2 separate regions of the Oryctolagus cuniculus genome follow, and region 2 is linked to region 1. Evidence: chromatin contacts called from public Hi-C data. All regions are on one chromosome and are shown on one strand. Each heading gives the region's core, a stretch centred on a gene start, on an enhancer-like site or on the middle of the called end of the contact. The rest is flanking DNA. Distances are from core to core; before and after follow the strand shown.

Region 1 (7,863 bases), core at 3,619-6,118:
TGGATATTAGTATCCTGGAACTACAGGCGGAAACAGGCTGGAAATATAAAGGAAGAGAAACTACGGCTGGACAGGTGCAGCCCAGTCAGACAGCAAACATCTAGGAAGCCAAAGAAGAGTTAATTCAGCAAGAAGGAGGATGTGCCAGACTTTAGGGCAGTGAAGAAGTGAAAATGATGCTTTAATTATCTTTAGAAAGATAATTTTTGGTAGCAATGTTCAAGATAGATTATATAGCTGCCGGTTCTCCAGTCTTGGCTGCTCCACTTCTAATCCAGTTCCCTGCTAATGTGCATGAAAAGGCAGCATATCATGGCCCAAGTGCTTGGGACTCTGCCACCTATGTGGGAGGCCCAGATGGAGTTCCTGGCTCCTGGTTCAGCCTGGCCCAGCCCTGGCCATTGCAGCCACTTGGGGAGTGAACCAGCAGATGGGAGCTTGTTCTCTCTTTGCAATTCTTTCAAATAAATGAATGAATAAATAACATGTTCTCCGTCTTTCAATAGAGAAAAGCAGTATACAACTCTCCCGTCCCCCACCTAGAATAAGAGGCAGCCATGTTCTACAGTCTCTCCATCCTTTAACCTGCTCACCTGCCCCAGACGTTTCTGTCCCGCCCACACGGATGTGTGGATTATCTTGAGGAATAGCTGCCCTGTACGTGGGTTGAAGATGAAGATGGCCCCATTGATGGGTTTGGTTGTCAAGTTCCCCTCAAATGTCTAAAGAAAGAATACATTGGTTAGTATGGTCATCTGCTTGCCTTCATCCCACTTACTCGGTTACCCTCCCAAGGGCAGAAGCAAAGCCCCACACCCTTTAGTGCACCTGACACTCACCTTGTGGATTGTCACTCTGTAGACATTAGTGTCATCCACAAACCAGATAATCTGGTTGGAGAAGAGCTCACCATAATTCTGAGAGGACAGATAAGGCTCAGTGGGCTCAGATGAATAGAGCTGCAATCCCTTGCGGATTCGTTCACGTAACACATACAAGGCTGGGTTGGCCTTCATGATCTTGGCCATGGCCTGCTGTATGAGGGGCTTGCTGCCTGGGAACCAGTTTCCATAGGCACTGTGAGGGTGCACAGGGCAAGAAAAGTTAAGCTCAGGCTGAAAGCCCCAAGACAAGGCAAATGCAACTTTATAGAAGGAGGAAGACTGCTAGTTGGGCTGCCAGTAATCTCATGTGGGGGCCGGTGCTGTGATGCAGCAGGTTAAGCTGCCGCCCACTGGGTGCCAACATCCTATGTGGGCACCAGTTCAAATTCCAGATGTTCCACTTCTGATCCACCTCCGTGCCAATGCACCTGGGACAGCAGTGGAAGATGGCTCAAGTAGCTGGGCCCCTGTCTGGGAGATCCTGGCTTCTGTCTGGCCCAGCTTCTGTCTGGCTGTTGAGGCCATCTGGGGAGTAAATCAGTATATAGCAGATATCTCTATATCTCCCTCTCTCTGTAATGGTGCCTTTCAAATAAATAAATCTTTCGCCGGTGCTGTGGCTCAATAGGATAATCCTCCGCCTGTGGCGCCAGCACACCGGGTTCTAGTCCCGGTCAGGGTGCCGGATTCTGTCCCAGTTGCCCCTCTTCCAGGCCAGCTCTCTGCTGTGGCCCGGGAAGGCAGTGGAGGATGGCCCAAGTGCTTGGGCCCTGCACCCCATGGGAGACCAGGAGAAGCATCTGGCTCCTGCCTTTGGATCAGCACAGTGTGCCGGCCACAGCATGCCGGCCGTGGCAGCCATTGGAGGGTGAACCAACAGCAAAAGGAAGACCTTTCTCTCTGTCTCTCTCTCTCTCTCACTGTCCACGCTTCCTGTCCAAAAAAAAAAAAAAAAAAAAAAAAAAAAAAAAAAAAAAAAAAAATCTTTCAAACAAATAAACACACAAAAAACTCTGCTCATGTAAATGTATCCCAAAAGAAGAGTCAGTGACCCAGAGGAAATGGCCAACCTCATCTTCTTGAAGCAAACTGAAAAAGCACATCTACATTAAAGTATGGGGCTGATGGAAAACAGATGTGTCTGAGCCCCAACTCACCTGTGCAGGTTATAGGCCAGGTCAATGGCAATGAGCACACCTGTGGGTGAAGGGTAAATACTCATGTTGTCTGTGGTGTAGTCCAGAAACTTGGCCCGTGCATAGCGCTCAATGTCATGGGAATCGTAGTCCCCCCAGCGCAACTGGATGTCAATCCAATACTTCTGAGTGGTGGTGCTGTCCATCACATCCCTGAGGGTAGAGAGGCGTCAGGTTCTCAGGAAGCCATGGGTGTAACCCATGTTCCCAGAACCACTAGAACTCCCAACCACTACCCCTATATCCTAAAACCATCCTTGCTCTATTCCAGATCAGCAAGCTTCCCAGAGAATGGGCAGATCTGATGGAAGGTGTTGACAGGGGCCAAGACCATCACTGACTCCAAGTTTGGAAGAAGGACAGCCAAGGGATAGTTTCTAGACCAGTATTACTAAAGGGACAGTGAAATGAAGGTTCCTGAATGCCTAGGTTTGGGCCATGAGGCACGCACTTGGAGTCTGCCAGCAACGAAGGCCGGGAGACATTCCACTTATACGAGGCAAAGAGCAGTATATCTGCACAGGAAGAGTTCATCTTATAGGACTTTCGAGGATGAATCGTCTCCTTCTGTACTGTCTCAATTTCCAGCGCATCCAGTTCTTGGTCAAACACCTGAAGGCAAAAGCAGAAAGGCTGTGATGCATTTTGGAAGCCACTCAGAATGAAGCTCTGTAGAATCTAAGACAACCAAGTAACGGGACTCTCATCCCAGAGCATCCTCAGCAGATTTCCCATATACAAGAGAGCAAGCCGACCCACCTGACACAAGTCCATGACAATGCTTTCATGGATCTTCTGCCACAGGTGAGCTCGGAATATCTGGATGAGGGAGATCTTCAGGGTGGGGATCTTGCCATGCATGAAGATACCTGTCAGGTCCAGCTGCACCTGAAAGCCTACGTACACCTGCCAGGAAAACGAACGTGACACTAGAGCTCGAGCCTTTGGCTCGCAGGACATAACTAAGGCAGTGGAAACACTTGTAACTTCCCTTGTCTACCAGTCCTACTCACGTTAGCTCGGTTAATGGTTGGGGACCACCAGAGGGTGAATCTGCGGTTTGGAATCTGGTTCAATCCTGACCGCTGAGCATTAGTGAGCTTCTTCCATTTCATAGATTCCTCAAAGCCGCTGGCCTTCTCCCTGTGGGGCAGAAGCAGGTGAGGTGATGTCATGCCCTGTCCCAGAGCACTACAGGCCTCCTGGGGGTGGCTGTCTGGGAAACACCACAGCAGACCACAAGGCACACAAGGGAGGAGCTCAGAGGATGGTGGTGGGTCCCTGTGCGAGAAGAGAAAGAAGCCTTACCAGAAAAGACCTTCCCAGGTCGGGAAGTAAGTGCCCTTGAAGAGTGTATGCTCCAGAATGCCTTCCACACCACCCAGGGCCTGGATCATGTCTGTGCGGTAGTTGTTCAGGTTCCAGAGCTTCCCGTCATGCCGCTGGTGCGTCCACCAGAAAGGGTTCTGCTTCAAAACCTAGATGGCGAGGCAGGCATCAAGTTTCTGCCCAGGTTCCGAGGATAGCCAGGGATTCTAACTGATTCAGGAAAAATCTCTCCACTACCCTCTTCACGCACCTGGTACTGCTTAAAGTCAGTTCGGACGCGCCAGCCCTTATCATAGGCCAATGTGTGCCGGTCTTTCTGGAAGAGGGTGTTGATCCGAGGAATGCCACGATCCCATGAGTCTTCTAGATCTTCTAAAGTGAGCCGTCTGCAAAAGAAAAAACAATTTAAGTCAACAGGAAGAGCTCTGCACTTCTTCCTGGCCAAGGATAGTCAGGGTCAGGAGTAGAATGTGCCTTCTTGTCTCCATAAAAGTATGCTCTGTCCCCTGGTGCTACACAGGACTCATTAAGCTCACTCCCATCTCCTGTCTTGAGACTGCTCTGCCTCCTAGATCTTCACCTGTTTTGAGCAATGGCCTCTTGTCTCTTGAGCGCGTACTCAGCCCAGACCCGCTGAGAATCAATGAACTCGCTCTCCCAGGGCTGTATGTAACGGTACAAATTGGGAATCAGCTGGTCTTCTTCATGGCTCATTCCAGAACGGAAGTGTGTGATACCCACGTCTGTCTGCTTAGACCACCTGTTTTGGGGCACAACCAAGATTAAGGAAAAAAAATCAAGTCTGAAAGTAAAGAAGGCAAAAGAAACACTGCATTCCCTCAGGGTTTAAGCCACAGAATCGAGCAAGCCCTACCTGAGGTCCGACTGGGGGATGAGCACATGGCCCATTGAGAGCATGCCGAGTCCACCCAACTCCTTAGGGGTATAGAACACAACAGGGGGGAACCGACTTGGCATCTTGGAGTTGAGTCCAATCTTGATTCGTGTCTGGATCTTATTCTCACACTTCACCAGCAAGTCCAGGAGTTCTTGGGTGTTCACCACAGCCTCCCGGAAGTATGTCATCAGGCCAATAAGAGCTGTATTCCACTTATTCACAATCTAAAGACAGTGGGAAGGATGGAAATTCCAGATGATCTTTGGGGTGCTGTGGATTGCTAGATGCAGTTAGTTACATTCCTAGTACTTAAGAGAGGTTTAAGCTAAACCATCAGTCATTAGGGAAATATAAACAAGAACCATGGTGCTGTATCTTTTACACTCTGCAATAAAAATCAAGAGAGGTGACAAGTGCCAGAGAAGTTACAGTGAAAGTGGAACTCTCCTACACCGCTGGTAGGAATGTAAAAAGGCGCCGCCACTCGGGAAGACAGTCTGGCAGCTCCTCACGAAGCTAAACAGAGCTACTGGATGACTAAGCAAGCCCACGCCTAGGCATACAGCCAAGAGAAATGAACACAACGTGTGTCCACACAAAAGCCTGTACACAGTTTCACAACAGCATTCTTCTGAACAGCCCAAAGTGGAAACACTCGCCATTCCACCAATGTACAACTGGATGAACAGAATGTGGTCAACAAATCTATACAATGGAATGATACTTTAATCCATGCAAAGAACTAACATACCAACGTGCTGCAATGCTAAGTGAACAGAAGCCAGCCAAAAAAGGCCGTAAGTTGTCTAGAAGACACAAACCGATAAAGACAGAAAGCAGACTAATGGCTACCAGGAAACTGGGGCAGGGCTGCAGGAGAGATGAGGAAGGAGGGACTGCTAATGGAAATTGGAGTTTCTTCTGGGGTGATGAAAATGTTTGGGAATTAGATAATGGTGACAGTTTCACAATTTGTGAATACACTAAAAGTCAATGAATTGTACAATTTAAAATTATTTGAAGTTTATGGTTTGTTAATTACATTTTAATAAAAAAAATGAACTGAGACAATATAAACACTGTTAAAATGAGACCAAATAGAGTAAGTAATCCAGGATGGGTAGGAGAGAAATTGGAAGGAGAAAATCTCTAAAAACTAAAGGGGGCCGTCGCCGCAGCTCACTACGCTAATCTTCTGCCTGCAGAGCTGGCACCCCGAGTTCTAGTCCCGGTTGGGGCACCGGATTCTGTCCTGGTTGCTCCTCTTCCAGTCCAGCTCTCTGCTGTGGCCCGGAAAGGCAGTGGAGGATGGCCCAAATCCTTGGGCCCTGCACCCACATGTGAGACCAGGAGGAAGCACCTGGCTCCTGGCTTTGCATCGGCGCAGCGCGCTGGCTGTAGCAACTATTTGGGGGGTGAACCAACAGAAGGAAGACCTTTCTCTCTGTCTCTCGCTCTCACTGTCTAACTCTGCCTGTCAAAAAAAATAAATAAATAAATAAAATAAAATAAAATAAAACAAAAAGCAAAGCAAAACAAAACAAAACACTAAAGGGGGGAATAAAATCTAACAGGGCCAGAGAAAAATTGCCTCCCCCTTGAAAACTAAATGATACACTTAAAACAATGCTTTTAGACAACTGACAACAGGTAGCACAGAGGAAAGAGAAACAAATACAGCAGCCCTATAACTGCCCCACTATATTGCCTCCTGCCAGTTTCCAAGCTGTAGCACAAACACGGAAGAGTAATAGAAACAGAGCCGATAGTCTCATTGAACTGAAAAGACAGAGGTGGGCTCGGGAGGCCAAGGCTGCTAGAATTTATGGGGTAGAAGTCCTCAGAAATGTGCCCAAAAAGAGATCTCTGGAGATCCATGGAGGGATCTCTTCAAATTTCTGGCAAATGCCAATCTGTATGCAGTTAAATTTCCACAGAAAAAAATCACAGGAAAGCAATAGGCTGAACAAGTCCTATAACTCAAACATGGCTGGCAACAGTTTGTGTTCCCAGACTAGAGACCTGGTAACACACGAGAATTTGCTAGTCTCCAGAAAGGTGGTAACTTAATGGTAGAGGTAAATCAGCTCCAGGACAAAGGATATCCTGGATCCTCCACAACCCAGCGGAAAAGCCCCCTGGATGGGCATCTGGCACAGATGAAGCCACCACCTGAGATGCGGCATCCAGTATTAGAGTACTCGAATTTGAATCCCAGCTCTACTTTTGTTCCAGCTTCCTGCTAATGCATCCTGGGAGGCAGCAGGTGATGGCTCAAGCACTGGGCCCCTGTCACCCACATGGGAGACCCAGATGGAGTTCTGTGCTCCTGGCTTTGGGCTGGCACAATCAACTGTGGCAGGTATTTGGAGAGTAAACCAGTGCATGGAAGACCTTGCTCTCTGTCACTCTGTATTTCAAGTAGAAGAAAAAACAAACAGATGGGGCAGGTGGCTACTGAGATGCCCACATCCCACACTGGAGTACTTGGGTTCAATACCAACCTCCAGTTCAACTTTAGCTTCCCACATGCAGACCCTGAGAGACAGTGGGTGATGGCTAAGGTAATGCGGTTCTTGCTACCCGCAGGGGAACCAGGTTTGGGTTCCTAGCTCCTGACCTCAGTCCAGCCGTAGCCATTGTGGGCATGTGTAGTGAACTAATAGATAGGAGTGCACATTCTTTTCCTTGGAAATAAATTTTTAAAAATCTACAAAACAAAACAATCCTTTTAGTTATTTAGTTGAATGCTAAAGAGACAAAGAGGGAGAGACAGATCTCCCATCCACTGGGTCACTCTCCAAATGCCACAACAGTGAGGGCTGGGGCTGAGCTAAAATCAGGACCTGGGAAGTTGGGCCTCTCAGGTGCATGCCAGAGACTAGTTGAGCCCCCACCTGCTGCCACCTAGGGTGTGCATTAGTAGTAAGAGGGAATCAGGAGCAGTGTGGGGACTCAAACCCAGGTACTCTGATATGGAATGTGTAGTTCTAAGTAGAGTCATAACTGCTAGGCCAAACACCCCCACAAGATAAACTTTACTTTGGTGTAAAATATCTTGAAATTCCTGCATACAAGGGGGTCTTCAAAAAGTTCATGGAGGAGCTGGCATTGTGGTACAGTGGGTTAAACTGCCACCTGTGATCCTGGCATCTCATATGGGCATTCTGGGTGTTTTTCATTTTGTTAGTATGTAATTTATTTTTACTGTAAATGAAAAAAATAAATGGTAAAAAAAAAATCAATTTTTATTATATCTTTCTGAGCTTTGGCATATTATACTATACATATATGTATACATACACACACACACACACACATATATATGTATATACATATCTTATTTTAAAGTAGGTATACAGGCAGGCATTTGGTATAGTAGTTAAGATGCTGCTTAGAATACCTGCATCCCACATCACAGTGTCTAGGTCTGAGTGCCAACTCTGCTCCAAATTCCCACTTCCTGGGGTTGGCATTGTGCCACAGTGGGTTAGGCCCTGATACTAGCATCCTACATCAGAACACAGGTTCAGGTCCAGTAACTCCACTTCTGATC
Region 2 (7,863 bases), core at 1,767-4,266, 51 kb after region 1:
CAATGTGGGAGACCCAGAAGAAGCTACTGGCGGGGCCGACGCCATGGCTCATTTGGTTAATCCTCCGCCTACAGCGTCAGCATCCCATATGGGTGCCAGGTTCTAGTCACGGTTGTTCCTCTTCCGGTCCAGCTCTCTGCTGTAGCCTGAGGGGGCAGTGGAGGATGGCCCAAGTGCTTGGGCCCCCAGGAAGAAGCACCTGGCTTCTGGCTTTGGAAGGCAGCTATGCTCACCACTATACCACCAACGCCGTTCTGGCTTCTGGCTTTGGATCGGCGTAGCTCCGGCTGTGGCAGCCATTTGGGGAGTGAACCAACAGAAGCAAGACCTCTCTCTCTCTCTCTCTCACTAACTCTGTTAAATTAAAAAAAAAAAAAAAAAAAAAAAAAAGGAAGCTACCGGCTCCCAGCTTCAGTTCGGTGCAGCTCTGGCCATCTGGGGGAATGAACCAGTGGATGGAAGACTCTCTCTCTCTCTCTCTCTCCGCCTCTGCCTCTCTGTAACTCTGCCTTTCAAATAAATAAATAAATAAATAAATAATATTTAAAAAAAACTTTTAAAAAATCCAGATTTGTGGGGGCAGGCGCTGTGATGTAACTGGTAAAGCCACCACCTGCAGTGCTGGCACCTCGATATGGGCACCAGTTTGAGTCCCTGGTTCTCCACTTGTAATCCAGCTTTCTGGTGGCCTGGGAAAGCAATAGATGATGGCCAAAGTGCTTAGGCCCCTGCCCTCGCAGGGTAGGGACAAGGAAGAAGCTCCTGGCTTTGGATCGGCCCAGCTCTGGCCGCTGTGGCCCTTTGGAGAGTGAACCAATGGATGGAAGACCTCTTTCTCTCTCTGCCCCTCTGTAACTCTGCCTTTCAAAGAAATAATAAACAAACAAACAAAAAAATCCAGATTTGTGGGTATCCAGACTGCTGGATCAGAAGCATACCCTGAGTGTGAATTACCCTAGAGCTCAGATCAGGGAAGGTACTGACGCCCGAGAGGTCTCAGGGCAGCAGTGCGCCACATTCCAAGGACAGGATGTCTGCCTTCAGGGGAGGGGAAGGCGAAGTAATTACAAGAGATAAAGGTAGGTACACTCAAGGTCACTGCTGCAATGTAGTGCAAGCACCACTAGAGGGTGTTGCACAGGCAGACTTGCAGAAAAATAGTGCCTGTTCCCAGTCTGAGACCAGAGCGGGGACTAAAGGGACTGCTTCATTGGTGAGGTATGGGGCTGGCATTTAGCATGGCGGTTAAGATGCCATCCTCCCACATCACAGTACCTGGGTTTGACTCCAAGCTGAGGCTCCTGACTCCAGCTGCCTGCTGATGCAGATCCTGGGAGGCAGCAAGCAATGTTCTCAAGTCGCTGGGTCCCTGCCACACATGTGGATGACTTGGATCGCAGTGCCTGCTCCTGGCTTTGGTCCTAGCCCAGCCTCAGGCCATTGAGGGCATCTGGGGAATGAACCAGCAGGTGGGAGCTCACTGTCTGCCTCTCAAACACACCATCTGTCATCAGGTACTCAGATCAAAATTGGGAATAAAGGATCATCACCTTTCCCAGGTTAAAAAATAATGGTGCGCAGCCAGTGAGTACTGGTTTTAGAATGGAACACACTTGGATTTGAATTCTGGCTCTTCTGTTCCTTAGCTTTTTTACATGACCTTGAGCAAGTCAGCTAAGGTAACATCAAAATAGGTATAAGAATATTTTCTTAAAAGGGTGGGGCAGATATTGTGGTATAGCAGGTTAAACCACCACCTGGGATGCCTGCAGTTTGAATCCTGGTTGCTCCACTTCCGACTCAGCTCCCTGCTAATGCACCTTAGAAAGCAGTAGAGGATGGTCCAAGTGCTTGGGCCCCTGCATCCATGTGGGAGACCTGGAAGAAGCTCCTGGCTCCTGGCTGTGGCCTAGCACAGACCTGGCCATTGTGGCCATTTGGGGAGTGAGTCAGTGGATGGAAGATCTCTATCTCTCCCTCTTGCCCTCCCCCTGTCACTCTGCCTTTCATATAAATAAATCAGCCTTTAAAACAAGAGGACTAAACAACACGATATTCATGGTGCTTAGCTCCTGGTAAATGCATCATAAGTGGCAGTCCAATGTCACATGGCCAAGCACATCAGGGGCCCCAACGGCCCTTCAAGAAAGAGGAGACAGGTGAAAGCGGGTCGTGGCTGAACCGTTCCTGTCTTCTCTTTGATGTGGCCTGCATTCTCCTCAGGTGCCTTTAAGGGGGCCCCACCTCTGCCCCAAACTGCCCGATGCCCACGCTCCTTCTAGGAGTGATACTCCAAAAGGCGGAGCCAGTGGCTTCACTGCAGACCAGGACCATGTGTCCTGCAGTGAGTCAGAACCAACAGCCCCTGCGGGAGTCCACTCTTGAGTTTCCATTCCCTACTCCCAGCCACAGCTGGCTGGCTCTGTGGCACCCACGCAGAAGCAAGCTGCAACAGGAAGTCTTGGGGGAACTTGAAGCCTGGGCCGCTTCTCTCCCTCCGATCTCCCAGAGTTTAAGAAAGGTGCTGGAGACAGCATGGACGGGGGTTGGGGAGGGTGCTCCAGCTTTGAAGTCTCCTGCCTCTCCCGCAAGCCTCTTTGCTGCTCTCAGGTAGCACCTGTAAAACACAAGCAATACAAACCGTCCTCCCTACCTCACTGAGTCGTGAGGGCCAAATGGACTGTTCCTGACCAAATGCTTTGGAAATGAAAAAGCTCCTTCGTTTGGAAGACAGCGTGGAGGCGCCGAGGGGGCTTCATGTCCGGGTCCCAGCTCTGTGGCTGGCTGTGGGGCTAAGGGTGCCCCATTGGGTCGGCGTCCCATTGGGCGGAAGAGAGCCCTGCCGGGCTGGGAAGTCCCGCGGCTCCCGCAGCGGCGGGAGCTCCGTCCTGCACCAGGCGGAAACGAAATCGGGAGCAGGCCCGAACCAAGCAGTGGGAGGGAGAGCGCGGGCGGGTGGCGAGGTCCCCCCCTCACGGCCCTTTGGAGCCACGTGCGGTTGTTTCCGTGCCGGGGCGGTCACGTGACCCGCGTCAGCTGACCCGTCACGGTGGAGCTCGGCGCTGGCGCCCCGCAGCCCCCGCCCCGCCGCGCCCGGAGCGCCGGACCCTGCGGAGGGGTAAGAGCGCTCCCCGCCCTCCCCTCCTCTGCCGCCGGCTCGCCCCAGCCGTCTGCACCCCGACTCCAGTCCCCGGCCCAGCACGACCCGCCCGGCCTGGCAGCCCGGAAGCCATCGCGAGGAGGGCTGTGGCCGGGCTCAGCCCCGCGCTGCCCCCAGGCGGCCGGGAAGAGATGGCCCAGGGGCGCGGGGGGCGGGACGTCGCTCTTACCGCCGGGGCGGAGGGCTGGTCCCCGCCGCCGAGCCCGGATATGGAGGAGCTGCTCCGGAGCGTGGAGAGGGACCTGAACATAGATGCCCGGCAGCTGGCTCCGGCTCCGGGGGGCGCCCACGTGGTGGCCCTGGTGCCCGCGCGCTGGCTGGCCAGCCTCCGCGAGCGCCGGCTGGGACCCTGCCCGCGGGCGGAGGGCCTGAGCGAGGCGGAAGTCAAGACTCTGCTGCAACGCTCGGTGCAGAGGCTGCCCCCCGGCTGGACGCGAGTGGAGGTGCACGGGCTGCGGAAACGGAGACTGTCCTACCCGCTGGGCGGGGGCCTGCCCTTGGAGGAGGGGTCCTGCGGCCCCGAGACCCTCACTCGCTTCATGCAGGACGTGGCTGCCCAGAATTATCGCAACCTGTGGCGCCGCGCGTACCACACTTACGCGCAGCCCTATAGTCGTAGCCCTGCCCCCTCAGCCGTCCCTGCCCTAGAGTCGGTTCGGCAGGCTCTGCAGAGGGTGTACGGTTGCCCCTTCCTGCCGGTGGGTGAAGCCACCCAGGGCCCATCGTGTGCCAGAGATGGCCCCTGTCTCCCGCGGGGCAGCCCCACCTGCCCCAGTCTGCTGCGGGCCGAGGCTCTGCTGGAGTCGCCGGAGATGCTGTACGTCATACACCCTTACGTGCAGTTCTCGCTGCACGACGTGGTCACCTTCAGCCCTGCCAAGCTGACCAACAGCCAAGCCAAAGTGCTCTTCCTTCTCTTCCGTGTGCTGAGGGCCATGGAGGCCTGCCACCGCCAGGGGCTGGCTTGTGGGGCCCTGTCTTTGCACCACATCGCTGTGGATGAGAAGCTTTGCAGTGAGCTCCGGCTGGACCTGAGTGCCTACGAGAGGCCGGAGGACGATGAGCACCAGGGGTCCCCTGGGGTGAGGGATGGGGCGGGCGGGGAGTCTGGAGAAGAGGGGCCGAGGGGCGCCGCGTGTCCCACCCGCCAGGAGGAGCTGAGGGGCTTCGTGCTGGACTGGGTGCACGGCGGCCTCAGCAACTTCCACTACCTCATGCAGCTGAACCGCCTGGCAGGCCGGCGGCAGGGGGATCCCAACTACCACCCGGTGCTGCCCTGGGTGGTGGACTTCAGCACGCCCCACGGGCGCTTCCGGGACCTGCGCAAGTCCAAGTTCCGCCTCAACAAGGGGGACAAGCAGCTGGACTTCACGTATGAGATGACGCGGCAGGCGTTTGTGGCCGGCGGCGCCGGCGGCGGGGAGCCGCCTCACGTTCCTCACCACATCTCAGACGTACTCTCGGACATCACGTACTACGTGTACAAGGCTCGGCGCACGCCGCGCTCCGTGCTCTGTGGCCATGTCCGAGCCCAGTGGGAGCCCCATGAGTATCCTGCCAGCATGGAGAGGATGCAGAGCTGGACACCTGACGAGTGCATCCCGGAGTTTTACACCGACCCCTCTATCTTCTGCTCCATCCACCCCGACATGCCTGACCTGGATGTGCCGGCCTGGTGCAGCTCCAGTGAGGAGTTTGTGGCTGCCCACCGGGCGCTGCTGGAGAGCCAGGAGGTGTCGCGGGACCTGCACCACTGGATTGACCTCACCTTCGGCTACAAACTCCAGGGCAAGGAGGCCGTGAAGGAGAAGAATGTGTGTCTGCACCTGGTGGACGCTCACACCCACCTCACCAGCTACGGCGTGGTCCAGCTCTTCGACCAGCCGCATCCCCAGCGCCTGGCCGGGACCCCTGCCCTTGCCCCCGAGCCCCCTCCCATCCCCCGGCTGTTGGTGCAGACCATCCAAGAGACCACAGGCCAGGAGGACTTCCAAGGACAGCTAGCGAACGGGGTGGGTAGGGTGGTTTTGGAGGCCGCTCCGTGTGAGGCTGGCTGGACCAGAGACAGGCCCGTGGCAGGGGAGGACGACTTGGAGCAGGCCACGGAAGCTCTGGATTCCATCTCCCTCGCCGGGAAAGCAGGGGACCAGCTGGGTGCCTCCTCCAGTCCAGCCCCTGCTGGCCTCCTGTCTTTCTCTGTGGCCTCAACCTCTCGACCAAGCCGCAGGCACAGAGCTGCTGGGGCAGACCCTGGGGAGGGTGAGGAGGGGAAGATCCTTCTTCCCGAGGGCTTCAATCCCGTGCAGGCTCTGGAGGAGCTGGAGAAGATGGGCAACTTCCTGGCCAAAGGCCTGGGGGGCCAGCTGCAGGTGCCGGAGCGGCCCCGGGGCCAGCCACCTGTGCAGCTGCGGGACCTCTTCCACCGGGACATGCAGGCCCTGGGTGTCCTGCTGGCTGAGATGGTGTTCGCCACCAGGGTCCGGACGCTGCCGCCACACGCGCCTCTGTGGGTGCGCTTTGAGGCTATCCGGGGGCTATGCTTACGTCACCCCAAGGAGGTCCCTGTGTCCCTGCAGCCCGTGCTGGACACGCTCCTGCAGCTGAGTGGGCCTGAAGGCCCCACAGTAGCACAGAGGGGTGGGCTGGCCCCCCTGTTTGAGTACAGGCCTGTCTCCCAGGGATTGCCCCCACCGTGCCCAGCCCAGCTCCTCAGCCCCTTCAGCTCGGTGGTGCCCTTCCCCCTCTACTTCCCGGCGCTGCACAAGTTCATCCTCCTGTACCAGGCGAGGCGTGTGGAGGACGAGGCCCAGGGCCGGGAGCTGGTGTTTGCTCTGTGGCAGCAACTGGGTGCAGTGCTGAGCGACATCACCCCCGAGGGCCTGGAGATCCTGCTGCCCTTCGTGCTGTCACTCATGTCCGAGGAGCACACGGCCGTGTACGCGGCCTGGTACCTATTTGAGCCCGTTGCCAAGGCCCTGGGCCCCAGAAATGCCAATAAGTACCTCCTGAAGCCTCTCATTGGTGCCTACGAGAGCCCCTGCCAGCTGCACGGCCGCTTCTACCTGTACACCGACTGCTTTGTGGCCCAGCTGATGGTGCGGCTGGGCCTCCAGGCCTTTCTCGTGCACCTGCTGCCCCACGTCCTGCAGGTGCTGGCTGGGGTGGAGGCCTCCCAGGAGGAGAGCAAGGGCCTGGCGGGGGCGGCTGAGGATGAGGAAGTGGCGCTGCCAGGGCCCGGGCCTGGCTCCTGTGCCTTTGGGGAGGAGATCCAGATGGACGAGGAGCCTGCAGCCTCTGCCGGCCTGGGGCTCCCCGACTACACGTCCGGCGTCAGCTTCCACGACCAAGCCGATCTCCCCGAGACAGAGGACTTCCAAGGCGGCCTCTATGTGGCTGGGTCTCCACAGGAGGCTGAGGCCCTGAGCCTGGGCCGGCTGAGTGACAAGAGCAGCACCAGTGACACCTCCCTGGGGGAGGAGCGGGCCGGTGACGAGGGCTGCGCCCCTGTGGACAAGAGCAGCCTCAGGTCAGGTGACAGCAGCCAGGACCTGAAGCAAAGCGAGGGCTCAGAGGATGAAGAGGAGGAAGAAGAAGGCTGTGTGGTGTTGGAGGAGGAGGAGGGGGCGGAACAAGATGAGGTCACGGGGGCATCTGAGCTCACTCTGTCTGACACGGTGCTGTCCATGGAGACTGTTGTGGCTGGTGATGGCCAGGGAGATGGAGAGGAAGAGGAGGAGCCCCTGACCGGGCAGTCGGAAGGCAAAGAACACAGGATCCTCCTTGGTAAGTCCCCAGGTCCGGGAGGTGGTGGCCAAGTGCTCTTGCTGGTGGATACCTACTGTGCGCCAGGCCGCAAATTGAGCTAGGGCCACCTGGGGTGCAGATGTAGGCCTGCCTTCTCGGGGATCCCCTGTGGTGTGATAAGTCTCACATTAGTGCTGTAAAGAGCAGGGTGAGTTGCTGTGAGGGAATGGGAATGGGTCTGGGAGCTAGTTTTCAGAATCAGAGAAGGTTTATAGTTATTTGAAAGGCAGAGTTAGAGAGAGAGAGAGGGAAGTCTTCCATTTGCTGATTCATTCCCCAAATGGCCGTAATGGCCAGGGCTGGACCAAGCCAAAGGCAGCCAGGAGCTTCTTCTGGGTTTCCCACATGGGTGAGAGGCCCAAGTATTTGGGTCATCTTCGCTGCTTTCCCAGCGTATATACTAGCAGGAAGCTGGATTGGAAGCGGTAGCAGCTGGCCTCAAACCAGCACGCATATGGGATGCCGGCATTGCAGGCACAGGCTTAGCCTGCTGCAGCACAATCCTGGCCCTGAGAACGTCTTTGAAAGTAGCGACAGTTGAGATTCAAGTAGGACTAGGACATAGGCAGGCAGAAATGGAAGTGGGAAGAGTATTTCATGCCCGGGAACAGTATGTGTGAGGTTCTTTGTTTTAAAGATTTATTTATGTTCAAGGCAGAGTTACAGAAAGACAGGAAGAGACAGAGATTGTCTGTCTACTGGTTCACTCCCCAAATAACTGCAATGGCCAGGCTGGGCCAGGCTGAAGCCAGGAGCCTGGAACCCCATCCAGGTCTCTCACATGGAGGGCATGGGCCAGGGCAGTTGAGCCATCTTTTGCTGCCTCCCAGGTGCCTTAGCAGGGAGCTGGATCAGGAGTGAAGCAGCTGGGACTTGAAGCAGCACCCATGTGGAATGCT

What was found. A called contact is a pair of places that touch in the nucleus more often than the background predicts.
Region 2: a Hi-C map of an unstated tissue shows a contact between it and region 1, with 2.3 times the contacts expected there. The contact joins the promoter of WDR81 here to the enhancer-like site in region 1. A contact is called at or near these places in 2 of 6 Hi-C or Micro-C datasets (ear pinna and an unstated tissue).

Annotation. Positions count from the first base shown.
Region 1 is chr17:47,184,198-47,192,060 of mOryCun1.1, forward strand. PRPF8 (pre-mRNA processing factor 8) reads right to left here. Exons shown (of 43, transcript XM_051824554.2): 25 at 4,284-4,531; 26 at 3,990-4,169; 27 at 3,660-3,795; 28 at 3,389-3,558; 29 at 3,094-3,223; 30 at 2,840-2,986; 31 at 2,532-2,692; 32 at 2,042-2,233; 33 at 840-1,077; 34 at 594-722. Among named protein-coding and RNA genes, the nearest start is that of RILP, 13 kb to the left of the region's middle. Within about 2 kb of position 4,869, at least 1 of the 8 cell types and tissues checked has an H3K27ac peak or open chromatin away from gene starts, as enhancers often do.
Region 2 is chr17:47,237,130-47,244,992 of mOryCun1.1, forward strand. It overlaps WDR81 (WD repeat domain 81), which reads left to right and starts at 3,017. Exons shown (of 10, transcript XR_011383624.1): 1 at 3,017-6,943. LOC138846185 (a long non-coding RNA gene) reads left to right here. Exons shown (of 2, transcript XR_011383625.1): 2 at 1-1,568.